Regions from separate parts of the Sus scrofa genome. Here all the other regions are linked to region 2. The links are chromatin contacts, called in public Hi-C, HiChIP or PLAC-seq and promoter capture Hi-C maps. All regions are on one chromosome and are shown on one strand. Each heading gives the region's core, a stretch centred on a gene start, on an enhancer-like site or on the middle of the called end of the contact. The rest is flanking DNA. Distances are from core to core; before and after follow the strand shown. Region 1 holds the start of YRDC (yrdC domain-containing protein, mitochondrial). Region 2 holds the start of RRAGC (ras-related GTP-binding protein C). Region 3 holds the start of INPP5B (type II inositol 1,4,5-trisphosphate 5-phosphatase). Region 4 holds the start of SF3A3 (splicing factor 3A subunit 3). Region 5 holds the start of UTP11 (UTP11, small subunit processome component homolog (S. cerevisiae)).

What was found. Promoter capture Hi-C pulls out the DNA fragments that hold promoters and counts their contacts. Hi-C and Micro-C count contacts between places; a contact is called where the count stands out from the background. HiChIP or PLAC-seq counts read pairs in DNA pulled down with a chosen protein or histone mark.
Region 1: a contact with region 2 is called in a promoter capture Hi-C map of liver, with 11 times the contacts expected there. The contact joins the promoter of YRDC here to the promoter of RRAGC in region 2. A contact is called at or near these places in 1 of 5 promoter capture datasets (liver) and 2 of 2 datasets of contacts at active chromatin or transcription factors (alveolar macrophages and skeletal muscle).
Region 3: a contact with region 2 is called in a promoter capture Hi-C map of fetal skeletal muscle, with 15 times the contacts expected there. The contact joins the promoter of INPP5B here to the promoter of RRAGC in region 2. A contact is called at or near these places in 2 of 5 promoter capture datasets (fetal liver and fetal skeletal muscle) and 2 of 2 datasets of contacts at active chromatin or transcription factors (alveolar macrophages and skeletal muscle).
Region 4: a contact with region 2 is called in an H3K27ac HiChIP or PLAC-seq map of alveolar macrophages. The contact joins the promoter of SF3A3 here to the promoter of RRAGC in region 2. A contact is called at or near these places in 1 of 5 promoter capture datasets (liver), 2 of 47 Hi-C or Micro-C datasets (embryonic fibroblasts and heart right ventricle) and 1 of 2 datasets of contacts at active chromatin or transcription factors (alveolar macrophages).
Region 5: a contact with region 2 is called in a Hi-C map of liver, with 9 times the contacts expected there. The contact joins the promoter of UTP11 here to the promoter of RRAGC in region 2. A contact is called at or near these places in 1 of 5 promoter capture datasets (liver), 1 of 47 Hi-C or Micro-C datasets (liver) and 1 of 2 datasets of contacts at active chromatin or transcription factors (alveolar macrophages).

The regions. Positions count from the first base shown.
Region 1 is chr6:93,832,455-93,835,154 of Sscrofa11.1, reverse strand. YRDC (yrdC domain-containing protein, mitochondrial) reads left to right here and starts at 1,379. Exons shown (of 5, transcript XM_021095978.1): 1 at 1,379-1,903; 2 at 2,446-2,560; 3 at 2,681-2,700. The coding sequence starts at 1,512. It overlaps C6H1orf122, which reads right to left and starts at 1,389. Exons shown (of 3, transcript XM_021095979.1): 1 at 1,252-1,389; 2 at 960-1,161; 3 at 230-707. The coding sequence starts at 1,286. The coding sequence ends at 612.
Region 2 is chr6:94,801,736-94,804,435 of Sscrofa11.1, reverse strand. It overlaps RRAGC (ras-related GTP-binding protein C), which reads left to right and starts at 1,419. Exons shown (of 7, transcript XM_003127801.4): 1 at 1,419-1,774. The coding sequence starts at 1,538.
Region 3 is chr6:93,943,135-93,945,946 of Sscrofa11.1, reverse strand. INPP5B (type II inositol 1,4,5-trisphosphate 5-phosphatase) reads left to right here and starts at 1,549. Exons shown (of 25, transcript XM_021095974.1): 1 at 1,549-1,672; 2 at 2,376-2,459. The coding sequence starts at 2,403. The region is part of intron 2 of LOC106510652 (a long non-coding RNA gene); the gene reads right to left.
Region 4 is chr6:93,974,879-93,977,620 of Sscrofa11.1, reverse strand. SF3A3 (splicing factor 3A subunit 3) reads left to right here and starts at 1,297. Exons shown (of 17, transcript XM_003127795.2): 1 at 1,297-1,558; 2 at 1,828-1,875. The coding sequence starts at 1,463.
Region 5 is chr6:93,992,270-93,995,132 of Sscrofa11.1, reverse strand. It overlaps UTP11 (UTP11, small subunit processome component homolog (S. cerevisiae)), which reads right to left and starts at 1,447. Exons shown (of 8, transcript NM_001244742.1): 1 at 1,368-1,447. The coding sequence starts at 1,430.

The DNA of each region.
Region 1 (2,700 bases), core at 130-2,629, 970 kb after region 2:
ATATTGTACTTTAAAATATCTGCTAAGAAGTGAAAATTTAACTTTTTGGAATTGAAAAAGCAATATTAAATACTAATGAAATCCTAATTAAATGCTTATTTAAACCTGGTAGTATCTGTGGCATTTTTTTCCCATCCCTGCCCATGGTTGTCCATTTTCAACCGCTTCCCCCCATCCCCAGGCATCAAAGTCTTAGACAGGGGACAGAAAGGAAAAGGTCGGTCACCAGGAGAGTCTGCAGGTTTCCTTTTAATCAAGGCTCTGCTAAAAGTGTTTCCTGGGGCTAAGAGCCCCCAAAGCATGAAATGGACATGTAACACCACCTGGATCCCACAAAGCAGGCCAGACCACTCTGGCAAGCACTGCTGGCCTGCCCAAATCCGGATAATCAGACTGGGTATTCGCTGGCTACATTTCAAAGCTCAGCACTGCCTTCGGCCAGGATGAAGTGGGAGTGAACCCAGCTGCCAGCAGAGCTGCCACCCCAGGCTGAGAGCCAAATACCAGCCACTGCCAGTGAAGACTGGCCCCTTTATTGAAAGGGAGTTGTTCAGAGTCCAGCCACCAGCCCCGGGGAGGGAGAGAAGTCAGGGCGCCCCGCTCGGAGATGGTCAGGGCTCCGCAGCTCCATCGCCAGCATCCTTTGGAAAGCCACCTCTGGTGGAGACAGCTGGCTGGGAGGGCGCTCCAGGTTTGGCTGAGACGTTCTGATTGGAACAGGTTGGGGGGGGGAAAAAAAAGTGAGGCTGGGAAGAAAGGCCCTGGATTAGGCCCCCGCAAGAGATGGCCACTTGGCATCTGGATAGCACTTAACTTTTTCAAAGCCTCTCATCCAGATGAAAGGCAGTGGGGGTAAAGCGGTGGGGACACTCTTCCACCCTCCAGGGAAAGCTAGGGCTAGCAAGTGCGGCCAGTGGGTAGTCCCCACCTCCCAGGCCCAGCCCGGGGTGGGCACTGACCCCGCCACCAGCCGGCTCCGGGCGCCGGCGGCCCAGCTGCCGCAGCATCTCCTCGCAGGCGGCGATGGTGTCCAGGAGCTGCCGCTGCCGCTGCTCCACCGCGTCCAGCAGCTGCTGGGCGCGCTCATCCCGGGGCGGCTGCGGGGGTGGCCTCCCGCCGAGCCCCAGCCCCGCCTTCCCACGGTCCACGCCGGCAGCCTCCCTGCCCGGGAGAGAGCGAGACAGACGGTCAGGGCCGGCGCTTGCGCGGGGTCAGAGCCCCTTCCCCCCTCCCCGACGGGCCCCCTCTCACCCCCGTGACCAGTCTGAGCCCGGGCCCCATTCCATCTCCGCCTGCGCGGCCCGACCACCGCCCCCCTTTCGGCCGCCCCCCCTCCCCAGCGCTGCGCCAGGGCTCCGCAAAGCTGCGCCCCGCCCCGTCCCCACCGGTCTCCTTCAATCCTCCTGGGGGTCGCGGTCCCTTTAAGTTGCCCGGCGCGGAGGTGGGGCCGAGCTTCTCGAACCGGAAGCTGAGTGGGCGCGTCACTTCCTCCCGGAAGTGGGTCTGGGCGGATGTCTCCGGCGCGTCCGTGCAGGGGGCTGAGGGCCGCGGTGGCTGCCAGCATGGGGTTGAGCGAGGGGCCGGCGGGCTCCGCCCGGAGCGGGCGTCTCCTCCGCCCGCCGAGCCCCGCTCCGGCAGCGCCGGGGGCCCGGCTGTTGCGGCTCCCAGGGAGCGGGGCCGTGCGGGCCGCAAGCCCGGAGCGCGCCGGCTGGACCGAGGCACTGCGGGCCGCCGTGGCCGAGCTGCGCGCCGGCGCCGTGGTGGCCGTTCCCACCGATACGCTGTACGGCCTGGCCTGCTCCGCGAGCTGCTCAGAAGCACTGGGCGCCGTGTACCTCGCCAAGGGCCGCAGCGAGACCAAGCCGCTGGCCGTATGCCTGGGCCGCGTGGCCGACGTCTACAGGTGAGGCCGCCCCGACCCGGCCCCGCTGGGGGCGGCACCGCGGGAGGGGTTTCCGGTGACAGGCTTGGGAGACTGAGGCGCAGAGAGCGGGAGGGGCTTGTCCATGCTCACCCAGGAATCCGGAACTGGAAACGTGTGCGAAGCACTTGGCGTCTGCCAGCCTTAAACGAGCTCGGGGGCGCACCGATAATTGAGGCAGTAGGGGTCCCTATTCTGACGCTTTCGTGGTAATGGGGGGGGGGGACTGCCACGGTTTAAGAAAAAAGCGGGGGACCACATTGCTTAGTTTAATAGTGCCATGAAGAAAGTAAAACATGGAGCGTGAAAGCGCTGTAGCTCGGAGACGAGAGGCATGTGGGCTCCAAGCTTGGGATGCTCCACTGGTGCCCTACCTTCTGCTCAAATTCTTGGGGGCTTGAAGAAAAAAGACAGGTGGATCCCCTTGTAGTCGCTAGGGTCACCTTTTCTAGATCTCCCTAGAGTCTGGAATAGGACCAGCAGTGCCTTTCGTTTGGTTGGATTTGTGCCCACTTTGTTCCCAGGTACTGCCATGTGAGAGTACCTGAGGGGCTCCTGAACGACCTGTTGCCAGGACCAGTGACCCTGGTGATGGAACGCTCAGAAGAGCTCAACAAGGACCTGAACCCCTTCACTCCCGTGAGTCAGGTTCTCTTGTGTCCCCAGACTCTTGCCATTTGGCTTTTGCTAGGATCCAAGTCAGACCCATTGCCCACCCCTTCCAGCCTTTCTGATGATGCCCTTTCCCTTGCCTCAAAGCTTGTAGGCGTCCGGATTCC
Region 2 (2,700 bases), core at 170-2,669:
TTAGTGGGTAATGAAGACTAATATCTGAGATGCTGTCATGAAAAGGATGAAGCCCAGTGCTTCTACATTCCAGTGTTTAAGTGGCAGAGAGTGTAATTTGGGGCCTCAATAAGAGACAGACAAAATTTTACCACAGTGGAATTGACTGCCCATTGAGATAGTGAGCTCTCTTCCCTTGGAACTACTGAAGTGTATGCTGCATAATATCCATCAGTCAGACGCTGTGGAGTGGATTCTCTAGGTGAGAGGTTGGACAAGATGACCTCTACGGATGTGTCCCATCTTTAACTTGTAGATTCAGACATAACCAAGTCCCAAATTTGCATACATGCTTTCCTTTCATAATCAAAAAGTTAGTTTGCTTGGAACACTAGCATCACCACCCCCGCCCCCTTTAAGAGGAAGATCCTCTTTTGACAAATTTCCAGTTCTAAAGTCTGACTGAAAATTCCTCCCTCTAGCTTTCCCAAACATATCTGGTGACAAGCATTTGCTCCGGTTTGCTTTCATTATTCTTTCCTTTGGTCTCCCATCTGAACGAGGTCATAGAAGGGGCAGTGTTCTGTGGGAGGATAGAATTAATGAAGAAGTAGACTTTGACTAAGTGAGAAGCAGAGGGAATTAGGTCCTGTTCTTGAAGTGGCAGCAGTATTCATTGCCAGTGATTTGCTGAAGAAAGAGGATAAAACATTCTAGCTTGCTTGCGTGTGCTTTCCTATCAGGGTCCGGGTACCTGCTAAAACGAACTGTATCTCACTCTGGACTGCCTTGGTTGAGGCTGTGCCCACATTCTGTCAGGCTCCTCCTCTATACTCTTGCATATCCCAACCAGATCCACCCTTTTAGACCAGCTCAGACGCCAGCTCCTAAGAGACGTTTTCACCCACCCAACTCCCCGAGCTGTTTTATCTGTACCTTTGACCTTCCCAGTTCATACCTAGTACTGAAGGTACTTACGCAGAGGCCCAGGCTCTATTAATCTTGGAGCAACTTGAGGACAGGCAGGGTCCGAGTCGGTTCCAGTTTTGTGCCCCAGGACTTCGCGGGCATCAATAAATACTGGTTGGGCGAGCACAATAGTAGGAGGAGGGCAATCGTTTTTTTCTCCCAAGTGTCCAGAGAGCATCTGCTATTGCGATGGCCTCTGGAGCCCGAGGCAGGCAGGGGAGCGGTGAGAAGCAAGGCTGGGCAGGACCGAGGTGCGCGTCGGGGCGGAGGGCAGCGGGCTCGGCCCGGGCCGAGCCACCCTCCTCGTGACTCCTCCTCCCCCCTCCACAGCTCCGAGTCAGGTGATTCCGGGCACGTGACGGGCACCACCTACCCTGCTGCTCCCGAGTGGCAGCTCGGGTAGCCAATGAGAGGCTGGGCCCGGGCGCGGAGCCTATGAGAGCCGGGCTCCGGGGGGCGGGCCGCACGGCTGTGGCGGCTGCCGGGGGCGGCGGCGGCGGCAGCGGACTGGGGAGGCGGCGGCCTGGCTCGGCCTGGCCTGGCCTGTCAGGGCGCGGGCGGCGGCGGCTCCGGCTCCGGCTCCGGCACCATGTCCCTGCAGTACGGGGCAGAGGAGACGCCCCTCGCCGGCAGTTACGGCGCGGCGGACTCGTTCCCAAAGGACTTCGGCTACGGCGTGGAGGAGGAGGAAGAGGAGGCTGCAGCCGGGGGTGGCGGGGTTGGGGCGGGGGCCGGTGGAGGCTGTGGCCCGGGGGGTGCTGACAGCTCCAAGCCGAGGATTCTGCTCATGGGGCTCCGGCGCAGCGGCAAGTCTTCCATCCAGAAGGTGAGTGGGGCCGCGCCGGCCCCTCCGCCCCTCCCCCCTCCCCTCCCCGGGGGCGCGGGTGGCCGCAGGGCGGGGAGGCCCCGAGGAGGGCGTAGGCCGGGGTGGCCGGCTGGGCTGTCCCAGCGCGCTTTCTCTTCTCTTCTGGGAGCAGAGCCCGGGCGCGGCCGCAGCGGGGACCCCAGTCTCAGAGTCCACGCCCAGGTCTGCCGAGGCCGAGTGGGTCCCGTATTCCCCGAGTGGCCAGAGCGAGGCAGGTGCCTGTGGCTCCGCCCGGGATCTCGCCTCCTGGGACCCAGCCCCTCTTCCATTCACGAAACTGAGACGTGCTCCATGGTTCTAACTTGGAGAACTTCCTGGACTCCCTCCCTGGCCCTGGTTGAGTGTTCCTTTCACTTCAGGTGACCTCAGTTTGCAAGGGCTTCCCAGGTGAGCCCCAGGGAGCAGCATCAGAAAGAGTTGCGACTAACTCCCTAGCCCTTGTAATGCCCGCTCTTGTTACTAGTTTGAAGGAGACTTTACTGTGACGTTAGTGGGAATTGGGGGCACTTTTCCCACCTATTTTAGTATCTGTGGCCCGGTGAGCATAGTTACTAGTGATGTTGCCCGTTTGTATGTGGCTACAGGAATTTTCTGAGACCTGGAGAACATCTGCAGACCTATGCCAACTTTCACTTGGGGTCTGTCAGGAACGGATGGAGGGCTATGCACTTTTTGGTCAGGAGGACGTAGGGGCAGGATTGAGCTCTCAGCTATACCTCTTACACACAAAGTGAGCTGGTAGTAAAATGCTAGATCCCTGGTGTTTTGCCCTTTCCACTCTGTTGCAAAGGTCTCTCCAAAATAAAGGTCTCTGCGTGATATTATGTAGACATGATATTTTTTAAAAATAGCCTTCCGAATTGACTGAATTACTGTGTTTTATCTTG
Region 3 (2,812 bases), core at 300-2,799, 860 kb after region 2:
AACCTGAACTGGTCACTAAGGCAGCAACCCTCAGCTTAGGGCAAGAGGAGGGAAGATGGGTTAGAAATCACGTGGTCAGAGTTCCCACTGTGGCTCGGTGGATTAAGGACCTGACGTTGTCTCTCTGAGGATGTGGGTTCAATCCCTCGCCTGGCTCAGTGGGTTAAGGATCCAGCATTGCAGTAAGCTGTGGCATATGTGACAGACGCAGCTCGGATCCAGCATGGCTGTGGCCTAGGCTCCAGCTGCAGCTCCGATTTGACCTCCATATGCCTCCAAAGAAAAAAGAAGAAAATCGCATGGTCACTTCTTCCCCAGGACTGACCCTTCAGCTTGGCTCAAAGCTTGAGAGAAGGAGTATTTATTAAGGTAATTTGCTAATTCAATAAACATATCCTGAAGGTTACCTGTGTGCCACAAACTACACTGGGGTGAGACTATTGGGGGAGCTTACAGTTTACTCAAATGGCCAATAGGCTGGACTCCCTGATCTGAGCTGGCCCTTTTTGTCCTTATCTTAGGTGGGGAAATCGAGGTCCCAAAGGAGGGATGCTTTACCCAGGTGCCTGAGGCCAGGTGAACGAGGGGAAGGGGCTGGAGAACAACAAAGTCAACACTCAGGCTCTCTTGAGAGCCAAGGGACCCCCTTCCCTGACCTCTTTCCTCCCTGAGAAGGAGAGAGGATGGGGTCTCAGCGAAGTACTGTATATGCACAGGGTCACACCCTTTATGAAGCGTTTGTATCCATGAACCTCAAACAGCCCCATGAGGCAGGCAGGACCGGGTGCTGCCATCACAGACACTGCTGAGGCTAAGGGAGGAAATGCACACGTGGCAGTGTTGATGGCAAAGAAGTTGTAATTAGGATTTTTTTTTTTTTTTTTTTTTTTGTCTTTTTAGGGCAGCATCTGTGGCACATGGAAGTTCCTAGTCTAGGGGCTGAATCGGAGCTGTAGCTGCCAGGCTATACCATAGCCACAGTGATGCAGGATTCGAGCTGCGTCTGCAACCTACATCACAGCTCATGGCAATGCCGGATCCTTAACCCACTGACCCAGGCCAAGGATCAAACCTCCATCCTCTTGGATACTAGTCAGATTCATTTCCTCTGAGCCACAATGGGAACTCTGGAATCAGACTTTAAATAGAGGCCCCATTTTGCCACTTTGCTAGCTGCGGTGGGGCCTTGGTCAAATTATGCAACCTGAGCCTCAGTTTCTTCACCTGGAAAATGGGGACTGTGGTTCTTCATAGTGTTGTTCTCCTTTAAGCTAGGTTGGGGTAATTATTTGGGGAGGGAGAGTTCCAGTAGAGGCCAGTGTTGAGAGCTGAGGAGGACACTCAGGAGAAAATGTTGTCCCTTAAAGTGACCATCTTCTTCCTGGGCCCTGGGCAGGAGGTTCTGGCTCCATGACAGAGGGTGGACGGTGAGGCAGGAGCAGTCCTTAGGAAAACGTTGTTGGAATAGGAGCCCATTCTATCCCAGGTCCTAAGGGGTTACCCGGGGCAGGGACAGGAGGGCCCTCCCCTAGGGATTGGCGCGGGCATGCTGGGACTTGCAGGCGGCTGACCAGCCTGTGGCGCAGGGGCTGCTGGGAAATGTAGTCCCTGGCTGGGCCCCGGGGCCGGGCCGCGGTGTTCCGCACCGCCAGCAGCGGTGACAGCTCTAGAGGTAGGTGGCAATGGCAGGGTAGCAGGAGCTGGTGGGAGCAGGGAAGCCAGGCAGGGCTGAGCAGGAGGGACTGGACAACTTGAGGGCCGGGACCCCTGTCCTGAGGCTGTCAGAACCAGACACCCTGGCCTGCGGCTGATGCAATGGGGCCTGCTGGGCTGGGGGAGGGCCAAGGAGCAACGGGACACTTTCCCATCTCCAAGGAAAGGAGCACAGGACTTGTCCAGGCTGAGAGGCTCCTTTTCTGAGAGGAACAGGGTTTCTCCACAACCCCATGGAGATACCCCTCTGACACCTCCCTGAGAGGTGCCAGCAGGACTCATTCTGCTCCCCCAAAAGAGAGGCAGAGCTCCATCCCAGGAGCAGTGGGACAGTGTCCTGCTCTCCAGTAATGGGACAAGGCACCACTCCACATCCGACAAGTAGACTGGACCCCATTTAGAAACGCTTGGATGCCCTTCCAGACAAAGGGTGGTACAGCACATTGTACCTCCCACCAGAGGCAAAGGTTTGGCCCCTCTCCCTAGAAACTAAGAGGTCCATTCTAGAGGGGAGGGGCGGGGAGGAGGAGGGAGAGGATCCGGCCTCCTCCACCCTCTCCCAGCACAAAAGCCCCTCCTCCCTGCCCCCAGCCCTCGGAGGCAGCTCCATCACCCACTGGGAGACTTGTTGACTTAAGGAGCCCCCGTTTGCCCTCCCCCAGGGTGTGTCTGCTCAGCGGGGGCCCAGCATGGACCAGTCTGTGGCCATCCAGGAGACCCTGGCTGAGGGGGAGTACTGCCTCATCATATCCTGCCTGGCCTTGGCAAGTGGAATGACTGGTGTCCGCACGTGTGTATCTGCTTGCCTCCCTCTCTCTGTGCCATGGGGTCGGGGGGGGTGGGGGTGGGGGGGGGAGGCGGCATGCAGGGAGAAGGAAACCAGCACTTTTTTTTTTTTTTAACTTTAAGGCCTCACCTGCGGCACATGGAAGTTCCCAAGCTAGGGGTCCAATTGGAGCTGCAGATGCCGGCCCATGCCACAGCCACAGCAACACCAGAACTGAGCCATGTGTGCAACCCACACCGCAGCTCACAGCAACGCTGGATCCTTAACCCACTGAGCGAGGCCAGGAATCAAATCCACGTCCTCATGGATACT
Region 4 (2,742 bases), core at 48-2,547, 830 kb after region 2:
GGATCAAACCCACATCCTTATGGATACTAGTCAGAATTGTTTCTGCTGCTCCACAACAGGAACTCCCCCAACAGAATTTTTAAACAGCTTCTACTGAGGTAGAAGTTACATACCATAAAATTCACCCAAGTTAAGTGTACAATTCAATTAATTTTAGGAAATTTATCACAGCTGTGCAACTATCACCACAATCCAATTTTAGAACATTTTTATCATCCCCCAAAAGATTTCCTGTGTCTTTTGCAGTTGCTTCCTGTCTCACCTCCAGCAGCAGGAAACCACTCGTTTACTGTGTATAGATATGCCATCTGGACATAAGCTATGTCACTTTTTGTGTCTGGCTTCTTTCACTTAGTGTGATGTTTTCATGGTTCGTCCATATCTCAGCATTCCTTTATTGCTGAATAATATTCCATTATATGGACACATCACATTTGGTTTGCCCATTTACCAGTTAATGGATTTGTGAGTTGCATCCTGTTTCTGTCTATAATGAATATCACTGCTATGAACATCTGAACATATGGACTTGTTTTCATTTCTCTACCTAGAAGTGGACATATGGACTTGCTTCACTTTTTTTTTTTTTAAAGCCGAATAGCATTTTGCTTCTTGGATGTACCATATTTTATTTAACCAGCCCCCTGCTGATCGACAATTAGGATGCTTCCACATATGCAGAAAGAAAGAAAAAGGAAGGAAGGCAAAGAAAAGGAAAGGAGGAGTTCCCGTCGTGGCGCAGTGGAAACGAATCCACCTAAGAACCATGAGGTAGTGGGTTCAATCCCTGGCGTTTTTCAGTGGGTTAAGGATCTGGCGTTGTGGTGAGCTGTGGTATAGGTCGCAGAAGCATCTGGGATCCTGCGTTGCTGTGGCTAAGGTGTAGGCCGGCAGCTGTAGCTCTGATTGGACCCCTAGCCTGGAACCCTCCATATGCTGCAAGTGCGGCCCTAAAAAGCAAAAAAAAAAAGAAAAAAAGAAAAAAAACCCTGCTCTCATCCCCATTTTACTGACAAGGACACGGAGGTCCCGAGAAGAGAAAAACTTTGTCAAAGGTCACACAAAGAGCTGGAGACTCAAGTTCCGGTTCCCTACTCCCATCCATACGCTTCAACCACTCATCCAGTTTCCTACCCTCTCGGCCTCAGGAGGCCCCGGAAAACCAGGTCAGATCCCTTGAAGCCAGGGTGTTGGTGGATATCTGCCTGCCCCCTAGAGGCACCTGGAAACCGTTGGGCATCGCGCAACACACCCCCGGCCAGCAGGGGGCACTGCAGCCGTGTCCCGAGCACTGATTGGGTCTCCCGCGGTGCTCACTTTTCGTCGAGTCTTCGAAGCACTTCCGGCAGCCGCGGAACTTTGGTGCAGCCGGACGCGCGGCTCGGCGACGCGGGCGCGCAAGGCGGCAGAAGTCGTTTCCGGCCGTTTCGGTGGTCCGCCTTGCGGCTCGGGAGGAGGGACGATGGAGACGATTCTGGAGCAACAGCGGCGCTATCATGAGGAGAAGGAACGGCTTATGGACGTCATGGCTAAAGAGATGCTCACCAAGAAGTCCACGGTGAGTGGGGCCTGGGCAGGGGTACCCCTGAAACTGGGCCCCTTGCCCGTGTTTAACCTCAGAGAGCCCCAGACCTGCTCCGCGCCCGCCCCCTCCCCGGACTCGCTCCCGAAACTCTCGCCTTGGTAACATTCTCCCCGGGCCCTGCGCCCAGAGGCCTCTCGGCTTGGGCCGCTAAGACCTGAGCGGGTAAGCTCCGCCCTCGGGCGCCCGTCCTAACTCCAGAACAACGACTAACGGCGTCCTTGTCACCGTTTGCCTTTCTTCAGCTCCGGGACCAGATCAATTCTGACCACCGCACACGGGCCATGCAAGATGTGAGTGCCCTGCTGTTCGCTTCTCTTTGGGTCGTGATGGACTGGAAGAGGGAGGAGGGGGGACACGGGTGTCAACAGGAGCCCTGGCCACAGGTAACCAGATTGGCCAGTCGAGGGTTTGTATGCCTGCCAAATGTCCACACGCTGCCAAACCTGAGGGTGCTTAACTGCCCTTGCTCACTTCTTTGAATGGGAAACTCATTCATTATTCATTACCGGGGAAGATGCCTCTTTAAAGCCTCCTCTGTCCAGTGGATGACCAAAGAGTAGTTATAGTGATTCAAACTCAGACGGTACTCTGCCTTCTCCCCCAAAGAGAATGCTGTGTATTAGTGTTTTCCTCTCAGAACACTGTATTGAAATATTTTTTGCTTACCAGGCTGCATTTTTCTAGTAATAGTTCCATTTTTTTTTAGAAAGAGTCAAAACTAAAATGTTGGTACGTATTAAAACTGAGTGGTAGGTAAGTGGAGGTTCATTATACTGTGCTTTCTAGCTCTGTTTTTGCGTGTTTGAAACCTATTTAGAAAGGGAAAAAAGATCTAATCAGAATTTCTAGTTTGGAGGACATAATTAATATTATAAGCCCTAGTCCCTTAGCTAAATTCCCAAAAGCAAAGTACTCCAAAAACAAAAGGTTATTTGTTCTTTTAATTACTTGGTGGCAAAAATCTGACTTGATATGAACAGATGAGAGACCTTTTTATTGTCTTTATCCCATTGAATAAATAGTGCATAAATTTCACTGCAGAACTATTAATGTGTGTTCCAGATTCCACTAGGTATATTATATATAGTGCCTTCCTGAAATTAAAAACTTCAAATTCTGAAACAAATCTGGTCCTGAAAGCTTTGGAGAAGAGACTG
Region 5 (2,863 bases), core at 198-2,697, 810 kb after region 2:
AAAGCTGCTGCTTTATCCAACTTTTAGTAGCCTCTGGATTCAAAACACTTGGTCTGATTCCTGGCTTTGCCAATTGCCAGCTACAGCTGTATGTCTTTGGGCAAATTTCTTAACCTGAGTCTTAGCTTCCCCATTGCAAATATAAAAAAAAATAGTACCTACTTCCACACACACTTGAAAGCTAAATGTGATTAGAAAAGCAAAGCATTTTGCACTTTGGCTCCCACACACAGTAAGCACTTCTAGGTGTTTTTACTTTTAGATAGGTCCACACATAGGTGCAAAGAAGTTGGCAAATTACACTACTCCCAGCACACCGCTGAGCACACAGCAAGTGCACAACAAATGTCGGATAAATACGATAAAGCAGTAAGATGGAACTGTGGTTGGGAGGCCTTACTTCCATTCCACTCATCAGTGGTACAACTTTAGACATATCCTTCTCTCTCTCTTCCCCATCTTATAAAATGAAGTTGGACCAGATACCCTACAGACCTTTCTGAATTGGATATTGTGTGATTCCTGAGAGCACTAGAATAAATTGATTCTGCATATACTAAGCAAATTTCTACTCAACCCTCCCACACAGGCACATCCACCAAAGACGTCCTACAACTCTTTACTAGGCCTGAATTTGGTGTTTCTGATCGGGCAAATCAGTTTCACTCTTTGGACCTCAGTTTATTCATCTGTGTAACGGGGATGAAAAACACCAACACTACATGGTGAGACAGAAACAAAAAGCGTATGTGATAAATCTTCATTGACCCCAAGGCCCAGGCATGATGATGGTATCACATTAAGAACACCAATCTCAGAGTTCCCTGATGGCTCAGCAAATTAAAGATGGGGTGTTGTCACTGCTACGGCACAGGTTCCATACGTGGCCCGGGAACTTCCGGAAGCGGGGCGGAAGGCCGGAAAAAAAGGAAGAAGAAAAAAAAAAACCAATTCTGCACACGCAGTGGGCACAGCTGAGCATCTTTAGATGTGGGCACTTACTGTGTGAACTTTGACCTCAGCTTCCCCGGAAAAAAAAAAGCACTTTACAAACAGCATCTCATTTAACTACTTCATTGAAAACTCGCAAGATAGCTTTGATTATCCCCAAAGTATGAGGACAGCCGCGTTCTTCCTAGAGAGAACTACAACCTCCTCCTCCTCCTCTCTCCTCTCCGAACCGCGAGCCTCGAACCACGAGCCTCGGTCCCAGCTACGCCAGCGTCATTAGCATATATTTGCAGGTATTTACACGTAGCATCTCTGCATAGAAAAGGCCAAGACCCACAGGTAAAACGGAGTAGGTTTGCGACGAGGATAGCACACGGGCCCACAGGCCAGCGCTAGTGGGGACTATGCGGTCCTACCTGGCTTCGCTCTCGGTGTTCCCGCTGCCGGGATTTAGCCGCCTTCCGAAAAGCCGCCGCCATGTCGGCTCGCTTCTGGAACAGCGCAGTAGGCAACACAGGTTCCTCACCGGATCAGCCGCCGTTTCTACAGATCCTACCGGAAATAGGCCAAGCCGCCGGCGGCTTAGGACCGCCTACTTCTTCTCGGCAGCGTATCCAGAGCCTGCCCTTCAGGAAGTACGTCATGGAGCAAAGGCGCCCTCCCCAAGCTGTTTCTGGGAAGTGTAGTTCCTTAGGTCTAGTCTCATAACTCTACGACAGCCAGTTTGGTTCGCCAGACCTTGGTCCACGTGTACTGGACTTCACACTCGGTTGTGGGTCGGTACCTGGAAACAAGCGGCAGGCACTGCCCTAGGGCCGAGCTGGACCTGTGTGCGCCTGCTCAGTCTCATACGCCTCTTCATTTGACGTATTTACGCGGTGCGTTTAAAGCTAGGACCCCCATGAATTTTCCCCGTGTACCAGAGAAAGCTTTCTACAAGGAGACAGCGACCTTAAAGTCATGTCTGGCTCTGCCAGTTACTGGCTATGTGACTTTGGACAGGTCGCTTGACTTTAATGAACATCGTTTTTCTCATCTATAAAGCAAGGATAATAATAGCATGCACTGCTTGCCTCATAGGGCGGTCAAAGAGCTCATAGTTGAACGAAGGAGTCATATCATGGCATTAATTACAGAGTTCTAAGTCTCTCACACCCTCAAGGTGTGGCTGACAGAATGAGTGTCAGAGGCAGTACCATGTAATGATTAGGACCATAAACCACGGAGGTGTGTTCTGATCCTAACTGTTAGCAGCCAAAACAAAGTTAGCTTCACTGAACCTTATCTCCCATCTGTAAAATGGAGGTAATAATACTATACTACAGGATTGTTGTGAGAATAAAATGTTTAAATGTTTAAAGTCCTTAATACTCTGTTCGCCCATTAGTAAGTTCACAATTTATTGGACCTATTATTGTTATTATTGTTGTAATACTAAACATACTTGTAAGGATAGATAGAGAGTTGGGCACAGCGGAGCATTCCAGGGGCATTTGGCTTCTTTTCCACCATGTGAAGTTAACCTTTAGCAAGTTCTGTAATTGCATCTGCGTCTTTTTTATTTTATTTGTTTATTTATTTATTTTTGCTTTTTAGGGCTGCATCCATGGCATATGGAATTTCTCAGGCTAGAGGTCCAATCCAAGCTACAGCTGCCAGCCTACACCACAGCCACAGCAATGCTGTAGGATCCAAGCTGCATCTGTGACCTACACCACAGCTCAGAGCAACACCGGATACTTAACCCACTGAGCAAGGTCAGGGATTGAACATGTGTCCTCATGGATACTAGTCCAGTTCGTTACCGCTAAGCTACAACGGGAACTCTGCACCTGTGTCTCTTGACAGGGCTCAACCCTGCAGCTGAAGAACTCTGGGGAAATCCTTTTCTCAGTCCCCAGAGGTGCAAATC